2 separate regions of the Sus scrofa genome follow, and region 2 is linked to region 1. A link is a contact called in public Hi-C data. All regions are on one chromosome and are shown on one strand. Each heading gives the region's core, a stretch centred on a gene start, on an enhancer-like site or on the middle of the called end of the contact. The rest is flanking DNA. Distances are from core to core; before and after follow the strand shown.

What was found. A called contact is a pair of places that touch in the nucleus more often than the background predicts.
Region 2: a Hi-C map of embryonic fibroblasts shows a contact between it and region 1, with 2.1 times the contacts expected there. The contact joins the promoter of SPRED3 here to the promoter of CATSPERG in region 1. A contact is called at or near these places in 2 of 47 Hi-C or Micro-C datasets (both in embryonic fibroblasts) and 1 of 2 datasets of contacts at active chromatin or transcription factors (alveolar macrophages).

The regions. Positions count from the first base shown.
Region 1 is chr6:47,248,701-47,253,973 of Sscrofa11.1, reverse strand. It overlaps CATSPERG (cation channel sperm-associated protein subunit gamma), which reads right to left and starts at 1,667. Exons shown (of 27, transcript XR_002344645.1): 1 at 1,441-1,667; 2 at 412-695; 3 at 271-324. It overlaps KCNK6 (potassium channel subfamily K member 6), which reads right to left. Exons shown (of 3, transcript XM_003127105.4): 3 at 4,796-5,273.
Region 2 is chr6:47,299,039-47,303,993 of Sscrofa11.1, reverse strand. It overlaps SPRED3 (sprouty-related, EVH1 domain-containing protein 3), which reads right to left and starts at 1,783. Exons shown (of 6, transcript XM_021094342.1): 1 at 1,631-1,783; 2 at 1-49. The coding sequence starts at 45. GGN (gametogenetin) reads left to right here and starts at 2,418. Exons shown (of 3, transcript XM_005664585.3): 1 at 2,418-2,671; 2 at 3,435-4,955. The coding sequence starts at 3,454.

The sequences.
Region 1 (5,273 bases), core at 418-2,917:
ACCTACACTTCAGCTCACAGCAACACCAGATCCTTAACCCACTGAGCAAGGCCAGGGATTGAACCCGCATCCTCATGGATACCAGACGGGTTCGTTACCGCTGAGCCACAAGGGGAACTCCTATACCTCTATTTTTTAATAGAGCACCAACCATGTGCTTGGTGGGATAACAGGAATCTTTGTGAATATTTAAGGTCCCTGCTATTCAAATGTTAGAGATGGAGAAACAGGCCTGAACAGAATGAGCCCACCCCCGCTGCACCCACTCACCTCTCCTCTGCAGGAGTAGTTGATCTTCAGGAAGTAAGGAAAGCCCAGGTATCTCTGCAAGGATAAGCTGGGCAAATGTCTGGAGCCCAGTGAGGTGCCTGTCCAGGACCTCTCCCGTTCTCCAGACCCCAGTCCCCTCACCTCGTCCGGGTCGATGGGTGCATCCACCAGCAGGCTGAACACTTCGTCCACTGTGTCCAGGGGCTCTTGATTGAAAAAACGATCGCTTGCGTGGTTCTTGCCTACTGTTTCAAAGTTGTTCAGGACAACCTGCCAGGTGCACTCCAGGGTATCCTTTATCGCCCACAACCTCCATGGTGCCAATAGCACCACCAGAAGTGCCCACAGCGCCCGCAGGACTCGGAGTCTCGGCCACGCAGGGCCAGCAGGGGACATGTTGGGGCAGTGGGCAACGTGGCTTCAACCTGGAAAATGCGGAGGTCACCAGCCGGCAATACAACTCTTGGTAGGTGCCGTCTGAGATCCCGCCTAGCTCCTGCGCCTGGCCCCCACCGGACCCCCGGCCCCGTCCCTGCTCAGACTTCTGGCCCCACCCCTGTTCTTGCTCCTAACTACACCCCTACTCTTGCTCCCAGCTCCGCTCCAGTTCTTGCTTCTAGCTTCGCTCCTGCTAGTGCTACCGGCTCCACCCCTACTCTTGCTCCTGGCTCCACTTCTGCTCCAGACCACGGCCCTACCCCAGGCGGTGCCCCAGGCCCTGCCAGTATTGCAATTCCGGACACCACCTCTGCTACTACTCCCGGTCCCGCCCCTACTGTTGCTCCTGGCAACGCCTCTGCCCCTGGTTTCTCCCCGATTTCTCCTCTCACCCCTTAACCTTGCCCCACCCTTCTTTGCTCTGCCCCTGCTCTGCCTCCCACCCCTACTCCTCACTCCGTCTCGGATTCTGTTTCTCGATTTAACTGCCCCACAACTATTTTCCCCAGTCCCTCTGTACCTGGCTCCGACCCTGCTTATTGCCCCGCCCCATCCCTTCTCTTCGCACCGCCCCTTTCTCCGCGCACGTGCTCGGGCTCTGCCCACGTACCGGGCCCTGGCTCTAGATCTGTCCCTCTCCGGATCCTGTTCCCGGACCCGCCCCACGCCCCGCACCTTCCCCTGTTTCTCGGCTGTTTCTTGCTCCCCGCTCTGCTTTTGCCCTTTATCGACCTGTCCTTCTCCCTCCTGGGAGAGCTGTTCTTCCCGAGCCTGCTCCTCGCCACGCCCCCTCATGTGGCCCCGCCCCTTCTCCTTAGATACAGTTTCTTTGCCTTGGGAACTCTTCTCGCCACTGGTCTTCCCTTCGCTCCGCACCCTCTCCTCGCCCTGCACTGTCTCCTCATTCCTTGCCGGCGCTACCCTGTGCGTCAGTACTTTCTCTGTCTTCACTTTCCTCCCGAACCGCGACACCTTTTGGCCCCACCCCTTCTTCTCACCACTCCTTTCCATGCCCTGGACAATTCGCGGCTCTACGCTCCGCCTCTCCGAGCCCCGCCCCTATTCATCACCCAGCTTCTTAGCCTTGCCCCGCTCTTCCTCTGCCCCGCCCCTACTGTGCCCAGTCCCTCCGCGCTCCAAATTTTCCCCAGCCTTTTCCTTCCTCGCCTCCCTCCTCCCCTTCCCTCCCCTTCTTAACCCCGCCCCCGCCCCCCGCATCCCTCCCGGGGATGGCACCAGGCACCACCCCCTTCTCCCCGCCCCGTGGTACCAGTCACTAGGTTAAAACCGGTCAACCGTCTCTCCGCCGCTCCAGTCCCGCCCCCTCTTGCCCGGTCTCAAAATGGCCGACAGCACTTCTACAACCCACTTCCGCCTTTCTCGAGGAAACTTCTCCCCCGCTTGCCGGTATCCATGGTAACGCGCATCCCAACTAGCGCCTACAGCTTGGGAACAGAGTCAGCGCGGTGCTCCACACCCATTTGGGGCCTGAACGGCAGAGGGTGCTAGAGACGAAGTTTGTGATAGGAAGGTCTTCAAGGAGTTCCTATTGGTGGTTCTGGCCTACTCATCCTTCTACTCAATCAGATTTTAATATCACAATTCTAGTGAAAAAAAAGTTTGGTCTCCATGTGGGAATTGATCGCCTGCGGCTTAACTTCTTCCTCTACAGAACAGGGCAGCCATCTCATAGAGTTGTTTTGGGAAGTCAATAAGCTAACACATGAAGAATGCCTGGCACAAATAAATATTCAATGAGTTAGTTTTCATTGGTATTCTGATGCCTAACAGACTCAGATCATGCCTTTTTTTTTTTTTTTTTTCCTTTTAATGGCTTCACCCACAGCATGTGGAAGTTCCCAGGCTAGGGGTCGAATTGGAGCTACATCTCCCGGCTACTCCACAGCCACAGCAACGCCAGATCTGAGCCACATATGCAAACTACACAGCAGCTTGTAGCAATGCTGGCTCCTTAACCCACTGAGTGAGACTACGGATCAAACCCACATCCTCATGTGGGGTTCTTAACCTGCTGAACCACAAGGGGAACTCCAGACCATGACTTTTTGATGATCTGCAAAGCTGACTTTACTCTAAAAACCCATGATTTTCCAACTTTAATGTGCCTTAAAGGACTTGCTGAAACAGATTTTTGGGCTCCATCTCCAGGATTTTTGATTCAGTAAGTCTGAGATGGGGCTGGAGAATTGCATCAGGTGATGCTGATACTGATGGTCTGGGGACAACACCTTATGAACCAATGCTCTAAAGCTTTCCATGCCACCCCAGGACCCCAGGGAAACACCCAAACTCGCTTGCTTTCCAGAGCCCTGTACGATCCCATCCCTGTTGTCCTTCCTGTCCTGCTCATCTCTTTTCTCCCTCTGTAGTCCAAAGCCTAGTCACACAGAGCAACTTGAATGTCCTTGAGCAGGGGTGCTCGCTCTCCTCCAGACTGTGTCCAAACTATAACACTCTCTGGGATACTATTTCCTACTTTATCCCCTGCTGACCATTTTCCTTCCTTCAGGTCTTGTCTGTGATACCTGAGTGGCCCCCATCCTTCCCCTGACCACTCTAGGCCATGATGTCAGGGAATGCATCTTTGTTTCCCACTGCATCACAGGCATGGAAGGCTTTGGAGCACTGGTTCATAAGGTGTTATCCCCAGACCATCAGTATCAGCATCATCTGATGTAAAGTTTCCAACTCAGGGCAACACAGCCCAGAACAGACGTTCTTTGAAAATGAAGAGCTGGTGGAAGTCTCCCCAGTCCCAGCACTCCCCACCTCCCCAGACCAGGGAGGGTAACTTCATCTGAGAGAAGAAATCTCAGCTGTGAATATGAGCCCTTCTAGACCCACAGAGGCAGAGACTGGGGTCTCCTCATGACAAACATCCCCCAATTCTGCATGTAGCCCCACCAGGGGGATGTGCCTCTATTACTGTGATGATTCATGCCACCCGCATATCCATGAATAAAACATAGAAATAACTTATGGGATGTGTCCCAGAGAAGGCACTGCAGACATTTAAAAAATATATATAGGAGTTCCCGTCGTGACGCAGTGGTTAACGAATCTGACTAGGAACCATGAGGTTGCGGGTTCGGTCCCTGCCCTTGCTCAGTGGGTTAACGATCCGGTGTTGCCGTGAGCTGTGGTGTAGGTCAACGCGGCTCGGATCCCGCGTTGCTGTGGCTCTGGTGTAGGCCAGCAGCTACAGCTCCGATTCGACCCCTAGCCTGGGAACCTCCATATGCCGTGGGTGAGGCCCAAAGAAATAGAAAAAAGACCAAAAAAAAAAATAATAAAGAAAATAAAATAAAAAAATATATATATGACACCTATTCATATGCCTCTGGAATGATCTCTGAATTACACTGGGTTGGTGAAAAAAAGCAAAGTACAGAAGAGAATGTTAGAAAAGTTATATGCATATTATGAACTATGTAATATGAAAAAGCAAGGTGCAGAAATGAGAATAACCATTAGCCAACATTTTATGGAGAACCAGACACTGTTCTAAGAGCTTTATGGAGATCAAATTGCTTAATTATCTAACAAGTCCATGAGGTAGATGCTGTTATCATCCCATTTCACAGATTGGCAAACTTAGGAAGGAAGAGAGGTGAAATCAACTTGCTCAAAAACCACAGAGCTTGAGGGTGACAGTTGATTTATACCCAGGGGCTTTGCCTCCAGAGTCTCTGATTATAACCACCTCCCCGTCCTAGGTACCACTTATGTAGAGTGAAAGAAAAAAATTAATGACATACATACACACACATGTATATTGCTGGTCCACGCCCAGAAGGAGACCTGAGAAATCCATCCACACAGCTGAGTAGGGGAGAAACGCTTCCCCCTGTACAATCTTTTGTACTTTTTCAATTTTTTTAGCACACATTGTTTTTTTGTTTGTTTGGGGGGATTTTTGGTTGTGCTTACGGCATGTGGAAGTTCCTGGGCCAGGGCTTGAACCCCTGAGAAGCAGTGACCCAAGCTGCTGCAAGTGACAACATTGGATCCTTAACTAGCTGTGCCACAAGAAAACTCTCTTCCTCCCTCCCTCCCTCCCTCCCTCCCTTCTTTCTTTCTTTCTTTCTTTCTTTCTTTCTTTCTTTCTTTCTTTCTTTCTTTTTTTCTTTCTTTCCTTCTTTCCCTCTACTTCTCTTTCTCTCTCTCTCTTATATCTTGAACTAAGCATGGCCTGGTTTCTTTTTCTAGAGGAATTTGGAAGGAGAAGTGGTGAAGAGCAGAAGCCAGATCACACAGGCACTTCCTTCAAGCAACTGCCTCTCCAGCAAACTGCTGATTTTAGCATCAGGGTCAAAAATGGCAATGACCGTGCAGAGGAGCCAGGAAGGCTGAGAGGCTGAGAGAAGAGCTAGACAGTGGGTGTTTCTGAGTCTCCGTGGGACAAGGTGACCAAACAAAACCTTGTCCAGATCCCAATTTTGCCCTCCCTGGGTAAGATACTTAACCTCTCCGGGCCGCCTTTCCTCTGCAATATGGAATAAGTACCCGACTCACAGAGTTGCTGAGAGAGTTAAATAAATTCT
Region 2 (4,955 bases), core at 534-3,033, 50 kb before region 1:
ACTGGAGTCATCTCGGGCCATCACCACGGCTCGGACCCGAACCATGTACCTGGAGGAGTTTGGGGGGGACAGAGACAACACCGTCAGTGAGCCCCAATCCTGTTCTCCTATTCAGTGTCCCCCCCATCCTTCACCTCCCCTCTTCAGCTCCCTCAGCTGGATCTACTGCACCCTCAGCCAGCCTGTACCTCACCTTCCATACCCACCTCCACCCCATGCCACCTTCTCCCCGTCCCCATCACGTCTCTTCTGCCCATCTTCTTCCCCATGCCCACCTTCCTCCAGCACTGCTTCTTTCTTCCTCTTGCCATCTCCTTCCTCCCATGCCTACCTTTTCCTCCATAGCTACCTTTTTTCTCCCTACCCACCTTTTCTCCCTCTCCCCATCTTGCCCGTCCTCACCCCCCATAGCTTTGCTCTTCCACTTCCCTTCCTCCTCCTGCTCATCCCCTATCAACCTCTCTCCTTCTCCTCCCTCTGCACGTACCCACAGCCCCACCCATCGTCCCCCTCACAGCTGGGTGCCTGCGCATATGTATTTTCTTAGAGCCCATCAACTCAGCCCCAGTCCCCCCTACACTGCCTCCGCACCCTGCCGCCCAGGCCACTGGCTGGGTGAGAAACCCAGGCTCTCTTCCCCCCACCCCTTCCCGGATTTATGAATGAGACCGGATGCAAAGCTCATTGAGTCACCCGGCAACGGGAGATGGGCAGAGAGCAGGGAGAGAACCAGAAATGGCCAGAGACAGGCCGAAAGGGAGATGGAGGCAGAAGAAGCCAGGAACGGGCGACCGAGACACATCCAGAGAGCATTTCATTCACAAAATCAAGGTTGCTCCCTCAGGCCCCTGCCGAGGAAAGGCAAGGGGGAGAGATTGCGGGCGGGCAGGCGGGCGGGGAGGGGGGAATTGATCCCTCCTCTTCCCTCTCCCGGCCCCAGCATCCTTCAGAACCATCTTACCCCGCCCCCCAGCCCCCCTCCCCCCTGTTCAGGGACCATAGCCCTCCGCCCAGCAATCAGGATCAGCCTCCAACCCCTCACTACCACCTAGCGCAGGGACCTTGGTGCCCCAGCCTCAAGCACCCAAGCCACGAGCTCTAGCCCCTTCCCCCACCAGCAGGCTGTCGGGTTTCCCCAGCCTTTCGGGAGGGGAAGGGGCCGCCGCAGCGCCCCCAGCCCCCTTTTCTCAATGGGATGGGATTTTGTGAATGAGCAGTCACGTGACGCTGCTTCCTTTGTCCGCCCGCCTCCCCCGACAACAGGTGAAGCAGAGAAAGAGGGCAGGGGTCCCCCCCCAGGGCCTACTGGGATGGGATGCCGGGATTTCTGGGTGCCCTACGCTCCCTATGATCTGTTTCCTGGGGGGAGTGGTCCCCAGATTTCCTCAATGGTGGGGGTCCAGTACGGAAATTATGAATGGGGTGTCCTCGTAGGAAGTCCAGGCCCCCCCAAATGGAGACTGGTACCCCAAATGGCTGCCGCGCAGTTTAGGAGCCCCCACCCCCTTGTCCTTCCAGCCAGGGTCTGGGGGCGTCCCGGTGGACAGGAGGCGCTGCGCGGTCCCGGCTGCCCCCTCACCGTGACAGGCCGTCTGTCAGCCCCCGCCCCCTCGCCCCCCTCGGCACCTGCCTGGAAGGCTCCGGCCGGGCTCCGAGCGGTGGCGACGTGGCCTCCTCCTCCTCCTCCTCTTCGCTCCAGCTCCCTCGCTGGCTCCGGCGGCGCTAGAGACGGGCACCGGGAGCCGGGGCGAGGGGGGAGGGAGGGGAAACCTGGTAGATGGGGGGGGAGGGGGCGGCTTGGGGGGAGGGGTAAGCGCGAGGCAGGCGCACTTGCCCGCTGGGTCCTAGAGCCCGGCCCTGGCTCCAGCGAACAGCCCCCCAGCCCCCATTTTCTTAGGATCCAGAAAGGATCCCCTCCTTTCCCACCCATCTGTGCCATTGGTCCCTGAGGATGTAGGGAGGGAGTCTAGGACAGAGCTTGCTCTGGATGTTCTAAAGAGGCAAGGTCTATGTTTTGGGTTCTAAATGGGAGTGGCGGGGTGCCTGGCGGGGTTCGAAAAGGGGTGGGGCGAGAAGGGAGCATCGCTAGGGGGCGGGGTCGGAGGGCCTGGAAAAGGAGAGTGAAGACGCGGGAGGCGCGGACGAGCGCGTGCGTCATAGAAGGGGCGGATCCACAGAGGAAGGGCCTTCTGGGCGAGCCAGAGGAAAGAGGGTCTTGGGAGGAGAGGTTGTCCTTGTAGGACGGAGCTTACAAGTAAACTGCCTTTAGGGGCCGGACGACGGAGAGTTCCAAAAGGGAGGAGCTACGCAGCTGTGTTCATAATGGGCGGAGCTTCAGGAGAGAAACTAACGGAGAGGGCGGGGCATTGTGAAGGGGCGGGGCTTAAAAGAACGTTCTACAGGGGTGGGGCCTAGGACTGCAAGGCCTGGGGGCGGGGAAGAAGACACTGGAGTATTTCAAAGGGAGATCCAGGTTCCTAAGGGGCAGTGCTCAAGCTGGCACACGGGGCGGGGGGCTCGAGCCTATGGGCGGGGCCTAGGTCTCGGGGTCCGCTCTTGCTGCCTCGCCCGCTTGCCCCGTTCTTTTCGGTTACTTTCTGCTGCGGCCGTTCCCCTCCCTCCCCTGGGCCCAGGGGGCCGCGGTCCGAACTTCGGTCGGCTGGTGGAGTCGGTGAGTGGGATCCTCTGAGAGGAGGAGCGAGGGCGGAGCTTGGGGGAAGGGGTGGAGCCTGAGTATGAGGTCTGCCGCTAGACCTGGAGCAGGAAAAGAAATTTAGCAGTGAAGCCTGGGAAGAGGGCGGGAACCAAATAATCAATTGAGAGGGAGTTGAGGGTTAGAGGTGAGGACTGAGGGGTTAGCACGACAAAAATATCTGGATTTGTTAAGCGGAGGCGGGGCCAGACCTGGGGAGGGTTGGGGGGTCTGGTTGAGAAGGCCCGATTCCCTGACAATCGGGGGCGGGACCAGAGGGAGGAGGCGGGGCCTGGGCCAAAGAAACCTTGTTGAGAGTTCAGGGAGAGAAGCTGGTACTCCTTGGTCTTACAAGCTACAGAGTACAATCACCACGCGTGTTGTGGCCTGAGTAACTGGCAAGGAAGGCGGGCAAGGCCTATGTCTTGGAGTCTAGAGACCTCGGATGTGGTCAAAGCGAAGGGATGTGATCTGAGGGTCCAGATAGGAAGACAGGTACTGAACCTTAGTACACTAAGAGAATGGGGACTCTGTACCTGAACAGCAGCTGTATGGGTCCACGGGGAAGAAGATGTGAACGTCAAGAGCAGAGAAATAGGAATGCGGCTAGAGACTAGTTCCCGAGTGGATATCGGAGGACAAGGGCAGGGCGGGTGAGGATAGATAGGACCAAGTACAACTCTGCCTCGTGGGTTTCCCCCAGCCCTGATAGATTGACTGGCTGACGTTTTTCTGACCACAGTCCCTGACCTCCGTCAGAAATGGGGAACGTGCAGTCGGAGCCGTCCGCTGGCGGGGGCTCCCGAAAAGAGCAGGCCTCGGGCCGGTCCTCCGACTCCCGCCGGACATCCTTGATGGAGCCCGAGGTGACCCCCTCTTCCCCAGCCATGCGCCTGGCTCGAGGGCTGGGTGTCTGGTTCCCTGGCAGCTCTCCGCCCCCAGGACTCCTGGTACCCCCGGAGCCCCAGGCCTCACCCTCACCCCTGCCCCTGACCTTAGAACTGCCCTCGCCAGTGACGCCTCCTTCAGAGGAGGCGGCTGCGGCCACGGTCTCTACGCCACCCCCGCCCCCCGTGGGGACCCTGCTGCCCGCGCCGTCTAAGTGGCGAAAACCCACGGGCACTTCGGTGCCCCGAATCCGCGGTCTGCTGGAGGCGAGCCATCGCGGCCAGGGCGACCCTCCGAGCCTCCGCCCGCTGCCGCCGCCGCCCCGGCAACTAACCGAAGAGGATTCCAACCCTGTCCCGAGGGCCCTATCCCCGATTCCACCGCCCTCAGAGCTGCGGAAGCCACCACTACCGCCACCTTCCGACCGGCAGCCCCTGGATCGTAAAATCACTCCTGCTCTGGCCACACCCGCCGCAACCCCTACAGAAAGCCAAGCCAGGCGCGGTAGCGAGGTCCAGACGGCCTGCGGTGCCCGCAGAGGGGCACCTCCCCAAGCAGGCGAGGGAGAAATGGCCCTGCCGGCGGCCTCCGAGCCCGGCCTGAACTTGCTGTGTAAAGTCACCTTCAAGTCAGGGCCCCCTCTACCCCCTGCGGCAGCCTCGAGTTCCTTAGCAGCCAAAGCCTCTCTTGGGGGCGGCGGAGGAGGTGCAGGACTCTTCTCCGCTACCTCGGGAGCCATCTCCTACGCTGAGGTCCTGAAGCAGGGGCCCGCTCCTGGGACCGCTCGCTCTCCGGGAGAGGTCCCTCGAGGGACTCAGGAAGCAGAGGGCGGTGATGGAGATAGCGAGGGGTGTTCTGGACCCCCCTCGGCGCCTGTGTCCCATGTCCGGACACTTCCACCGCCACCCTACACCACCTTCCCAGGCTCAAAACCCAAATTTGACTGGGTGAGCCCTCCTGATGGTCCTGAACGCCACTTTCGCTTCAACGGAGCTGGCGGAGGCGTCGGGGCGCCCCGACGGCGCGCAGCCACGCTCTCGGGGCCCTGGGGCTCCCCGCCGCCTCCGCCAGGGCAGATGCATCCAGCTCCAGGGCCCCGGAGGCCCGCACCGGCCTTGCTGGCGCCGCCTATGTTCATCTTCCCGGCGCCTGCCAATGGCGAGCCTGTGTGCCCTGGGCCTCCGGACCCGCAGGAGGTGCTGCCGCCGCCGTTGCCGCCGCCCACGCCACCACCCACGCCGCCTCCCGCACCTCCTCCCACACCGCAGCCGCCCATGCCTCAGCCAACGCCGCTGCCCGCCGCGCTCCCGCCGACCGCAGGCCCGGGCCACTTGGAGTCAGCAGTGGCTCCCGCCCCACCTCCCGCTCTGCCCCT